2 separate regions of the Canis lupus genome follow, and region 1 is linked to region 2. The links are chromatin contacts, called in public Hi-C maps. All regions are on one chromosome and are shown on one strand. Each heading gives the region's core, a stretch centred on a gene start, on an enhancer-like site or on the middle of the called end of the contact. The rest is flanking DNA. Distances are from core to core; before and after follow the strand shown.

Region 1 (6,314 bases), core at 2,426-4,925, 930 kb before region 2:
GGCCTCTCATTGGGAAAGGCAGGACCTTGAACAATCACACCCCCCTCGCTTTTGGTATCCTGATGAGGTCAAGCTAGAGTGTCTCTGACCAATTGTGCACTGGTAAATACTCCTGCCATGGCAGATTTCAAGTTCTGGTGTGATGTCATCGAATGCGGACTTGGGGAGAGATGCTTGCCGACCGTTGGGAGCTGGCATGAGCCATGAGAGCCAGCCCAGCACATCGCTGCTTCTGACTCTGGCACCTGCAAAGCTCTTCCACTGTTACCCAGCTGACCGTTCTCCAATCCTCATCTTCTATGCACCTGGACAGGTGTACACAGGGCTGGCTACAGAACGTGCGGACCCCCGTGCAAAATGAAAAGGCAGGCCCCTCGTTCAAACAGCCATTGAAGCTACTAAAACATGAAACTCTTCTTTTCCTGCCTGGTCTCTTGAGGTGTTTTTAACTTGCCATTTAACATAGCTCTAAGTAAATAAAAAATTAGAAATTAAATGATTTGCATGAATTTTATCGTTATATTGGGCGATGCCAATCTTAGATGAAAATAGAAGAGCATTTAAGTGGTGGAGCCACCAGAATGACACAGTTGTACATCATAGTTTACATGAGAATGGTGGGAACTCTCACAAGACGAACTCTCTGGTTTTCATTTCGTCTCTTGATGTGCGCACGTTCTGTAGCCCTTTCTACCGTAGCTTCCTGGCTGGGGATCAAAGACCCGAAAGGAATGAGATCCATGCATGGCTCTCTTTTCCCCTTCCCTTGGTCGTGCATGTTTCTTAGAAGCTGCTTCCTTCTTTCTGTGTTCAAAGCAAGCTCTAGTTTGAATGGAAAACAGCTTCTTGAGATCGCCAGCTCCCGTGTGACTCTCGCCACAGACATAAGCGCTTACCTTGTACTCGCTTTGAGTCTTGGGGAGCTACCATGTATCATGAGCCTGCTGGAACTTTGTGCTCAGAGGAATTACACATGCTGTCTGCAGATGAGGAGGCCAAGAATGGTGGGCGAGCTAATGCTCATCTCTGTTCCGCTCATGGGCACGGTTGTGTCCTATTGGGCTTCACTTATAAAACACAAACATAAAATTACTAAGAACTCCAAGATGGTGACAGCAGAGCCTCATCAAGGCCAACGCGGGGCGCTTCTGAGCTCAGAGGCTCCACATGTGTGCACAGGTTGCACAGATAGGAGCTGGACTTGGAGGCACCAGTCCTTGTGTCTGTGGCCCCAGATTTGCAGCTAAGGTCCTGGTGCAGTATGCGGTGGGAGTGACAGGAACCCTTGGAAGTCCTTGGCTTACAACCACTTTGTGTTTCTGTGGCAGAGGGTGAATTTTCAATTTGAGAAGCACTATTGCAAAGAAGGCAAACTCTGAAAGGAGGGAGAGGCCACGGGCCTCGGGGAGGGCTTGGGCTCAATAAACATTTGTTGAATAAATGGATGCATGAAGGAAGTAAAGGGAGAAAGAGGACCCAAGAAGCCTGGAGATGTTAGGGACAGGTGAAGTGTGCACTTTCCATCTAGTCCTATGTACCCCACCCCTTCCCACCTTTTGAATGAGATCACAGCATTTAACCCAGGACTGAGAGTAGAGGGGCACCGTTCCTGCTCGTTGAATGGCCGAGGTCTGTGAGGAGTCCTCCAGAGCCCAGGGACTCGTGGTGAGCTGAGGGCAGAGGAGATGAGATCTCAGAGCTCTCTCCCAGTCTCGTGGGCTCTGAAGTCACCCAAGGGCTCTTGGTGAGACCCTTTCCACATGCAAATACAGCAAGGCTCTTTTAGGAGCTCTCAGGTGTGTGTGTGTGTGTGTGTGTGTGTGTATGTGTGTAGGGGGGAGGCATGACAAGTCCCAGGCTGAGGCTGGAGCAAGGTTGGAGGAGGGGGTGCCCACATTTCGGCTCTGGATCCCCTTCCAGGCCTTCAGAGGAGTGCTACCAGCCGCCTCCATCACCTGTTCCCACGTCTCACCAGGGAAAGTCAGGAGCTAAATCCCCACGGATTTGGCTGTCTGGGGCACAGAAATGCCACCTGGGTCAAATGCCTGCTCCCTGCCCTCCAGCTGGAAGGCTCGCCTCCCTTCCTGGAACCTCCGGAGCCTTTTATCTGCACCTCTGCCTCTAAGACACTTGTCGCAGCCAACCTTGTGACTTGGTCGGCACTTGTTCTGCTGGCAAGCAGGGCCCGAATGATTTATCCCCGTGCACCTTTCTACACTCCCCACCCCAAGGACTGATTTAGCACCGAGCTGCCTGGGCCTGGCTTGCAACACAGTAGGCGGGATGAAGGCTGGAAGGTCTGTGTCCTGTGGTTCTAATGCAGGGCAGGAGGGATGCTGGGGTGGGGCCTGGGGGGCCGTGCTCTCCTTATGGTGGGGTGGCATTCACAGCCTGTCACTGTGCAGCTCCGATGCATGTTCACAGGTGCCATGGCGGGAAGGTGGCACGATCCCCAGGCAGGTCATCCGTTCTCTGCACGGTGCTGGAAGAGGGTGGCCGAGAGGCACATCCTGTCCCCAGTGGCTCTCCAGATGGGAAGGGACCCAGGCCGACAAAGAGCAGTGGACAGAACCCAGGAGCAGGGTCCCTAGTGGAACCGGAGCTGCTGGGGGGCCCTGCCATGGAGCCAGCGGAGTCTCATCTCGTCATCTGTCGAGTGAAAACAACAATTAGATGACAGACGAAGGATGTAGAGGATCTAGTGGCCTCCTGTGTCCACTTTTAGCATCCGCGTGCTCTGGTTTGGCTTCCTTTGCCCTGTTTTACTTCCCTCCTCCATGGGGACCCATCCAGCAAACCCCGGACAGGTCACACTGTCCCCTTCCTTCCCTCTGTCTCCAAGTGGAATTATAACAGAAACTAATATTTAGTGGGTGCTTCCCGTGTACTCCGCACCTTGCTAAATTCTTTTTTTTTGTTTGTTTGTTTTGTGCATTAACCCGTTTAATCCTCATGGCAACCCAGTGAGGTAGGCCCTTCTTGTCATGCCCATTCTCTGAGGAAACCAAGGCTCAGAGAGGCAAAGCCACTTGCCCGAGGTTGCACAGCTAAGAAGCTGGAGAGCTGGGTCTGCAAGCAGGTTTGTCTGACCTCATGGTTGGTGATCTTCTCTACCGACCTCCTGAATGACTTCCCCATCTCCAGCGGCAGATCCCTGCTGGTGTCTGGCTGGTTGGTTTTAAAGCCAGTTGGGGCTAAGGGTCTGGCACTTGATGTACTGGCCTTTGGCCTTATAACTGACCTCTTGGGCTTGTGGCCTTATGGTAGGGGCGAGAGCCCGTGATGCTGGAATGCAGGAGGTTCCCAGGCCTTGTGCTGTAAGACCAGCCCTCCATTCTCCCACGTTTCTCCTTGGAGAAGCCCTGTCCCTCCTGCTTTCTGCGTCTGAGACCCCAGCCCCACGCAGCAGGTCTCGTGGTGGTGAAACGTAGGAGGTCTGTGTTCTTCTCTGACCTTGGGTTCCCAGCACAGTCGGTGTCTGAGATCTATTTCAACTGCCTGCTGGCTCTAGGGACAGAGCTGAGTTGGACAAAAGGCATCCACTTTGGCTTCCAGAACCATGGAATCTCCTGGCTCTTCAGTAATCAGATTCATATCCTCTCCCAGCTGATGAGAGAGTAAAGGCAGGAGGGTGAGTCTTTGCGGCAGATAGGACTTGGGACGCTCGGGCCCCGGGACTCCCATGGATGACCTCATGGAACAGCTTCCTCTGACCCCAGAGAGCTGGAGAAGGTCACGGCCCCCGAGAGGCACTGGCCGGCGGCACGGCTTCCTTCTCCCCACTTTGCTGGGAGGCCGCGTGGGCAGTCATGGGGCCTGTCAGCCTGCAGCTTCTCTGCCGTGACATATGGAGCACATCTCTTCACATTCGTGCCTGGGTTTTCTCATCTGTGAGGAGGGGATAATGTGTCCGCTCCACTTACTCCCACAGGGCGCTGTGAAAATCCTTGCGAGATAAGAAACACATGTTGATGAGTGGGAACTGCTTTAAATATAAATGAACATAAATGAAGTAGCCGTGGGCTCTGGGGTCATAAATTAGACCCTTCAGTGGTCATTTGAAGGTTCCTAACTAGGGGGAAAGGCAGTTTAATAGAGATATTGAAAAATCCTCATTAGGTTTTTAGTAAGACCATGGTGCAGAGTAGTTAAAAACAAATGGCCCACTCATGCATCATTTTTGCCCTATACTGTATTTGTGCTTCTATTGTAAAGGGTAAACTCTTTTATTTTAGCCTAAGTCAGGTATTATGCCTGGATAAAAGGCAAACTTTTATATGGATTATGGAAAATAAAGAGCTGATGCCACTCTGGTCCCTGGGGGGAATTCATATACATTCTCATTTCCCCGTAGATATTAACAGAGTGGCCTTGGAGTAGTTGTATTGTCACCTCGATCCATGTGGAAGCATGTGGAGAGGGAATGTATGGACCTGGGGATCACCATGGGGCTGGACCCTATATGGGAGCCCCAGGGCCCGAGCGTCCCAAGATGCCCAGGTGGGGAATGGTTTCCTCTTTGTAACTGTTAGTTTTCTTTTTCTTTTTAATTCAACAACTATTCATTGAGTTCTCATTACCTGCTAGATCCTGTTCTTAAAAATAGCTTTATGGAAGTGTAATGGGCACACCACAGACTCCATGTATTCAAGGCTTACGAGCTGGCAAGTTTCAACATACATATATACCTGTGAAACCCTCACCAGAATCAAGTTACCAACCTGTCCGTAATCCCCCAGAGTTTCTCTGTGGCCCTTGGGAGTCCTCTCTCGCTCCTCTCCACCATGAGATCAGTGATCTGCTTTATGTCTCCATAGGTTGGTTTGAATTTCCTAGAGTTTTCTACAAATGGAAAAATATGTTTTATGTTACCTTGTTTGGCTTCTTTCACCCAGCATACTTATTTTGGGATTCATTCATGTCATCGTGCATGTTAAGAGTTCGTTCCTCAGGGGCGCCTGGGTGGCTCATTCAGCATCTACCTTCTGCCCAGGTCATGATCCCAGGATCCTGGGATCAAGCCTCGCATTGGGCTCCTTGCTCAGCAGAGTTCCTGCTTCTCCCTCTCCTTCTGTCTGCCATTCCCCCTGCTTGTGTTCTCTCTCTCTCTGTCAAATAAATAAATAAAGTCTTAAAAAAAAAAGAATTCACTCCTTGTAACTGCTGCATAGTGGGCCATTGAATGGATAAACCAGAGTTTGCTTGTTCATTCACCTATTGAAGGGTTGTTTCAAGTGTTTGGCTGTTACGAATAAAGCCACTACGAAAATCCATGTACAGGTCTTTGTATAAACATATGCTTTTATTTCTCTAGGGTAAATACCCAAGAATGGGTCATATGGTAGGTGTATATTTAATTTTTTAAGACATTGCCCAACTGTTTGCCAACGTGCTTGTCCTATTTTAAATCCCACTGGCAGTTTATGGAAGTCCCAGTTTTTCCACATCCTCACCAACACTCGATATGGTCAATCTCTTAAATTTCAGCCGTTCTAATAGTGGTTTAGTGTGTTAAAAAATACATGGAGCTATATTACAAACTTTAATAGTTTATCTGAGTGAACATTGATATGAGTCGGGTGCACCAAACTGGAAGTGGTTAGGAGTGCTCCACGGACAGGAGCTCAGGGAGAGATTTTATAAAGAAAACATGAAACCAAAGTAGGGAGATTATTGATTGGCTATAGCTTAAAGACGAACTGGCTGTTTGTGATCAGCTATCGTTGGGGTTTTGGTTTTGTAACCTGGAGGCATTTATGTGCCTTCTATAAGTTTGATTTGCTTACATAAGTGCCAGGGCATTAGAGCCACCTCAGTCCAATGGCCATCTTATTTAATTAGCTTCCCAAGTGGTATGTGCTTGTGGTTTTAATTTGCACTCCCCTAGTGAGTAATGATGCTGACCTTTTTCATGTGCTTATTTGTGGTCCGTGTCTCTTCTCCGGGAGAAGTGTCTGTTCAAATCTTTTGGCTGTTTTATTTATTGGCTGCTTATTTTCTTATTGAGTTGTGAGAGTTCTCTGCATAAACCTGTATCGAAGTCCTTTTCGTTAGAATTATGACTCGTAAATATTTTCTCTCAACGTGTGTCTGACCTTTTCATGCTGATTTTGAAGAGCAGATGTTTTTAATTTTGACAAAGACCAGTTTATCAATTTGTTCTTTTATCACCTGTACTCTTGGTATTATCTTTAAGAAATCACAGAATTTCTCATTTAGGTTTTCTCTATAGACGATTTTATAGTTTTACGCTTTACATTTAGGTTTCTGTTTTGAGTTATTTTATTTTTTAAAAAAGATTTTATTTATTTATT
Region 2 (6,527 bases), core at 2,135-4,634:
GCAAGGGCCCCATGGCAATCCCATGAGATCCTTAAGGCGGTGGGCGTAACTACTCACTGCAGGGAAGGGTTTCCACAAGTCTGTCCAAAGCAGTGAGGAGAGTAGCACACAAAAAGGAAAAGGATAAAGACCCTTAGCTGACAATTTTCCAGCAGAACCCGAGGAACCCATGATACTTCACTGTCCTATCAAAAGTCCAGCTTTCCCAAACCATGCTCTCAGGTGTCACCCTTGCCTTGAAAACCACTTAGAAACTCCACAGAAAATGACCAAGCCCCACAAGATAAAAACGCTAGGCGCCTTTTGAAAAGTGGTCCATACAGAAGCATCTTTCACCAGGTTGCATTTCTTGAAACTTGGTTTTGATATGCAGGTAATTTTTTTTAAAGGAATGGGGAGGAGACATCTCGACGGGATGAGACACAAGTGGCTGATATTTAACTTCTTACTTCTCCAAGAAAAATGCGGTTGAAGGGCATCAAAACTCGGGCATGCCAGGGTGGAAAGCAGAGTCGGGAAGTTCACGGCAGGGAAAGCAAGTCAGCAATAAAGGAGGGGAGGGAACCTGGCCTCCGACGCGGGCATCTGGCAGGAATCAAATGAGCCCCTCTTAACTAAATTCACTGATGCAAACCTTTTTTTTTTTTTCTCCAGAAGCAGTCTTGCAAAGGTGATTGTGAACAGATCTAGGCCTAGGGAGTAGAGGTGGGGAAGGAAGCAGAATCAAGGAAGGCCCATGGGCATGCCCCATAATCCAAGAGCATGTAGCAGGTCTTCACCTCCACTGTCACGTTAGGTAGGGACTCGTGCAAGCAAACCCATCTGGCCTGTCCCAGCTTTGGACCAAACCACTGCAGACAGCCCCAAGCTACTGAGAATTCCCTTACGTTCTCTTCAGAAGCCTACGCCAGGTGCCTGGGAGAGCAGGTCCGTCCCTAGCTCTCAACCCCTCGTGACTGAGCCCACTTCTAAGCAGACACACGGAATGGTCACTTAACATTTACTGAGCTGCAGAGCATGCGCGCCCCGCGCGGCCCCTCTGCACCCTACCCCTGGGACCAGCCCCAGCCACCACCTCCTCCTCCTTCTCTCCGCAGGCTTCTCGTCTTCTCCATGAATCATCCCCCTCTTCCTTCTACCTGTCCTCACACATTTGACTTTTCCAGCCACTGGAAGTCGGCTAGACAAAAAAGACGTGTCACTGGAGGCCGTCTCTCTCAGAATAGAGGGTGGCTGGAAGGAGCCACTCATGTTTCTCTGGAAGGAGCACCACAATTTCCCCATTCATCTTAAATGCTACCAGTGTGCCTGGAGTCAGCTTTGCTGGTGAGTTGGTGCAGAAATAGGAGCAGGGGTCAGAACACACACCGCACACTGTTGGGCCGCTCTTCAAGTCTGAACTTGACACAAAAGGGAAAATTATACATGATCTCCCTGGTTCCTCAAATATTTCAACGGAATTTTTGAATATGAATTCTCCCCCTACCTTCCCAGACCCCCAGAGAGAAGGGAGAGGCAATGCAAACAGGTCTTGCAGTTTGGGGTTTTTTGTTGTTGTTGAGATGGGGGGGGTGGTTTGGGGTGGGTTTTTTGTTGTTATTGTTGTTTTGGTTTCTCCATCACTACAGGCAGCTCCTCCTCTCTCTCCCAGCCAACACCTAAAACCCCTCTGGCACTACGAACAAAAGCACAACTTTAAACTCTAGCCTTTTAAAATGTGCCTTTCAGCAAACAGATAAGCAAGCAGAAAGATCAGGATCTGGGACTGTTAACAGCATCCAGTGTGATGCTCCTGAACCAAACCGGCAAGAGAAATATTTTCTTAAAAGCAGTCCTACAGAAAGAATTCTTATCATAGATAAGGGTGCAGTCTAGTGGCAAACTTCATGAAATGCAGCCCCTTTTCCAAAGGAAAGTGAGAGCACTTCCAAAGAGCCGAGGGAAATGTAAAAGGGGTGAATCCCACCCCCACGTCCTCCCAGCTGGGAGGTGACCTATCAGCAGTGACAGGTCATCTCTCTCTGACCCGACTGGGTCAGTTTCACAAACAAAGGAAATCATCACTTTCCTTCCTTTAAGATTTTAGCTTTCTTTCATTTTCCTAAGGAAAGAAGGGATCCAGCAGTGTTCGAAGAGATTGCCTGAGCTTTCCAACAGAATAATAATGTTGTTGGGCAGGATCTCTTCAGAGCGAGTCCTATGGCCCTGTCAGCTCGCCGTCCTGAGATGTAACTGTGTGTGCCAGTTAACCTAACAAGGTGCCTCTCGGGTCTGTCACCCATGCCCTCCAGAGATGTGGCCCTCACCAACAGAGATGCCCCGGGGGGGGGGGGGTGGCGGGGGGAATGTGGAGGGAAAATACCACTCCCATCTGCCTTCCTTCCATCCCAAAACCCCTCACCAGGACCCATTAGGTCACCAGGCAAGATTTTCAGACTTAGCATCTTCTGGAACATGCCAGTCTCTGTAAGTCACTGCTCCCTTCAATGCTGCTGTATGAATATCCCTTCCTGCAAACATACACAACACAGATACCCACAAGCGTGCGCAAGCATGCAGCATGTGCACACACACACACACACACGCACATGCAGAGCTTCCCTAGGCCAACAAGGAGCCGAAGGAAGGTGGCCACCCCTTGATCCTATGACCAAAGACAGTCACTCCACACTCCACCAGCGAGAAAAATGCTTTTAATCAAATCCCCTATCCCCTTCCCCGGACTTTGGGGGGTGGGGGGAATCTAGTTTTTCTTCTCTTTTCTTTTTTCCTTTCCTTTTAATTCAGCTCACTCCCCTCAGCTGGCCATCCTGCACTAACACTCCCCTTCACACACACACACACACACACACACACACACACCCCTCACATAGTAACTTAGACACTAGCAGACAGCCATTTCCCAAAGCTTGGGAAGAATTTCTTGGGCACGGTATATATCCACTTGGCTAATAAGAAAATGCTTCTCCCTGCAGCCGGAGCCTTGGCTAGTTAAGGGGTGGGAGGGAGGGAGACCGAGTTCCTCTTCAGTGCGGCCACCAACTCCTGAATATTCGCTTCTTCCACTCGACCCCCCCCACCTATCCACCCCCCCCCCCACGCCTCCCTGCCCCGTAGGCAGCCCAGCCGGTCCCCCGTGCCCCCTACTTGCATTCCGGGGGGAGGAGGGCACTGCTCCGGGAGCGCAGGGGAGCCCCCGTGTGTCTAGAAGGCCTCTCCCCACCCCCACCCCGTGTGAGTTTGTACTGCAAAGCTCCTTGGCATCCTCGCCTGGGTTGGGTGTTGGGGAGCTCAAATAGCAGCTACAAACTGGCTGGCAGCCAGGGGCCGTCTATTTAAAAGCGCCTGCTCCACCGGAGCCCGTAGTCTCTTTGGAAACTTCTGCCGGGGGAAAGAGCTAGGAAAGAGGAGCAAACCGGTGTGGGGTTTTCTCTCTCTCTCTCTCTCTCTCTCTCTCTCTCTTTTTTTTTTTTTTTTTTTTTTTTTTTTGCTCCTTTTAATTACCCCCTCTTCCGTTTGCACCCTTCTTCGAGCTTCACGCAGAACCTGCGAATTTCCAAGAGGTGGTGGCACAGCGGGAGCAGAGAGGTGTTAGGGGTTTGGATTGGGGGCTTTTTTTTTTTTTTTTTTTTAATTTCTTGATTTCAACATCTTCCCCCACCCTCGCGGCCACCGCCGCCGCCTCTTACCTGTTCCGCGGCAGCCGCGCGCTGCAGGCAGCTGAAGGTTAGGAACTAGGGGCAGGGTGCATTTTAGGTCTTAAACCAAATTTTTGAAGACAAACCCATTTTGCTCCCCCCCGCCCCCACCCCCTTCTCCTCCACAGCCTCCAAGCTCATTATTTCGGCGGTTTCTTTGGGGTGAACAATTTTTGGCTTTTTCCTCCCTGTAATTCTGAGCAGGTCTGGCCGGGGGGGTTGTTTCTCTGGCCTCCACTCCCTCCGCGTGCACCTGGCGCTGCTCTTTTTCCCCCAACCTGTTGCAAGTCCTTTAATCCTTGCAACTGGGACTCGCTTGCAGGCACCTCAGCCCTCCATCTCTCCCCACATTTTGCAATTGTCTGGGGGAGGGCACCTGCTCTACCTGCCAGAAAAAAAAACATTTTTTTAATTTCTCCGGGCGCCCTCCTGGCCCCTTTCTCCCCACACTCTCGCTCTCGTGCCCCGCCCCAAGGTAAAGGGGAAGACTCGGAGAAGATGGTGCTCACCGCGGTCCTCCTGCTGCTGGCCTCCTGTGCGGGGCCGGCCCAGGGCCTGGGCTCCTTCGTGCACTGCGAGCCCTGCGACGAGAAAGCCCTCTCCATGTGCCCCCCCAGCCCCCTGGGCTGCGAGCTGGTCAAAGAGCCCGGCTGCGGTTGCTGCATGACTTGCGCCCTGGCCGAGGGGCAGTCGTGCGGCGTCTACACGGAGCGCTGCGCCCAGGGGCTGCGCTGCCTCCCCCGGCAGGACGAGGAGAAGCCGCTGCACGCCCTGCTGCACGGCCGCGGGGTTTGCCTCAACGAGAAGAGCTACCGCGAGCAAGCCAAGATCGGTGAGCGCGCTCGGTGTGCCGGTCGGGTTGCGCGGCGCTCGGCCGGGGACGCGGGACGGCCGGCCCCGCGCGCTCGGCCCCGCAAGCGGCTTGGCGCCGGGGTGGAGCCCGGGAGGAGGGTGGGCACGGTCCTGGCCCCTCGGAATCGGAGCCTGGCGGACCCGGCTACCCCGCGCCGCGCCCCCAGCCGAGCCCCCCGAGCCTTCGCTCCTTCCCCCCCCCCGCCCCCCCCCCCCCGTCTGAATCCTGCCCCCGAGCTGCAGTCGGCGTCCCGGTGCAAACCCCCAGGTGCTCAGCTCCCAGTCTGAGAAGGCGCCTGTTACCCTACAGACTCCCTCCGCCACCCACCCAACACGGGTTCTTTCGAACTTGGAAAAAAAAAAAGAAAAAAAAGAAAAATCTCTTTTGTTAAAATATTGCTTTAACTGGGGACCTGGAGAGAGAGGCGGCACCGGCCCTCCGCGGTAATCCCACCTGCGCCCCCGCCCGCGCCCCCGCCCCCCTGCCGGCCGGTCCCGGGGCTCCCTTCCCTCCGCCCCTGCACACCCCCCGCGCGCGCGCTCGGGCGCTGGGGAGCTAAGCCGGGGGCGGGGGGGCCGGGGGGGCCGGGGGGGCTCCGATGCCCCTCCCCGCGCACACCCAGTGCTCTAGACTTGGTGTGATGGTTTGCGGTACGTGGTAAGACATTATTAAAATGCAAAATACCTTTTTTCCTCCCGAGAAGGGAAAAATGACTTTGGCACGCTGGGCTGCAGCGGTGGGGAGGTGGGGGGTCGGCGGGGGGCGGAGGGGGGAGGGGAAAGAAGGGTTTCTGATCCAATAATGCTGAGTATTCGTCCCTGAATCGAATTCCTTGTTTCCCCCCCACCCCCCCCGCCCCAGTTCAGATTTTACCTGGGAAGAAAGGTGGATATGGGGGCAAGGAGGGATGTGAGACTCAGGCATCACCACTTCCCCGCCAGGGCTCATCTGTCCCCCACCCCGCGCCCCCCCAGCCCCCCCCCCCCCCCACCACCACCACCTCAATCCATCAAACCGGATCACAAGTGGGTGTGGTGTAAATGCAAGAGGCCCCTGGAAACGCAGAATGCAAAATCTACTGGGCGGAGACGGGAAAGCCACGCTCCGGGAGCCGCGCCCTCCTCCGAGTAGCCCCGCCCCACTGTGGCCCCGCCCCTCGCGGCCCCGCCCCCCAGTTCTCAGTCTGGAGCCTAAGGTTTAAAACGTTGGATGAGCTGCCTGTTCAATCAGAACGGTTCTTTTTTTTTTTTTTTTTTTTTTTTAAATCAGAACGGTTCTGCCCCCCTCCTTAGCCTGGGTTTTCTTTGGCGCTTACCTGATCTCCCGTCTTTTTTTTTTTTTTTTTTTTTGATCTAAGGAGCTGTGCACAAAGATCTGGGTTCTTAACCAATGAATAACCAACCTGGTTATTGATCCTCTCCGAAGGGGGTTAAAACTTAGCTAAAAAAATTTTTTCTTTTTTCTGTGTAGCTTCTTACTGGGACAATGTCCCTCTTCCCAGCCCCCATCCCGTCCATTAGGGCGCCCCGACTTGGGTTTTCCTAACTGCCAGCTACAGACACGATCGTGTAGGATAGGAGTGCGGAAGCGCTTGCAAAGCAGCAGGACTTTCCCGGGCTCACCCTGGAACCCCGCAAGCCTCGCAGGGTTTGCCGGCCGCCCCCCGGCCGCCCCCGGCAGCCCCTCCACTTTGCGAGAGCCAGTCCTCCCCCGGATTGCAGCCTGCAAAAAAAAAAAAAAAAGGAACAGAGTGCAACGCGCAGGCCCCGGAGGCCCGAGGGGCCGGGTTTGTGGAGTTATTTTTATTAAGAGCCACTTTTCAAAGGCGGTCCTGGCCGCGCTCATCCTGGGGGATGTGGATTTGGAAAAGCTTAGCGCCTGGGGGAGAAAAGGTATGAATTGATTTCCTGGCTTGGAAGCGGGCGCTCTGGGTAATAATCCGGTCACAAAGAAAGTATGCAAGGTATCACTCAGCC

What was found. Hi-C and Micro-C count contacts between places; a contact is called where the count stands out from the background.
Region 1: a contact with region 2 is called in a Hi-C map of skin fibroblasts, with 3 times the contacts expected there. The contact joins the enhancer-like site here to the promoter of IGFBP5 in region 2. A contact is called at or near these places in 2 of 9 Hi-C or Micro-C datasets (amygdala and skin fibroblasts).

Annotation. Positions count from the first base shown.
Region 1 is chr37:24,404,887-24,411,200 of UU_Cfam_GSD_1.0, reverse strand. No RefSeq gene overlaps it. Among named protein-coding and RNA genes, the nearest start is that of TNS1, 240 kb to the left of the region's middle. Within about 2 kb of position 3,675, at least 2 of the 20 cell types and tissues checked have an H3K27ac peak or open chromatin away from gene starts, as enhancers often do.
Region 2 is chr37:23,476,945-23,483,471 of UU_Cfam_GSD_1.0, reverse strand. IGFBP5 (insulin-like growth factor-binding protein 5) reads left to right here and starts at 3,384. Exons shown (of 4, transcript XM_038585694.1): 1 at 3,384-4,530. The coding sequence starts at 4,197.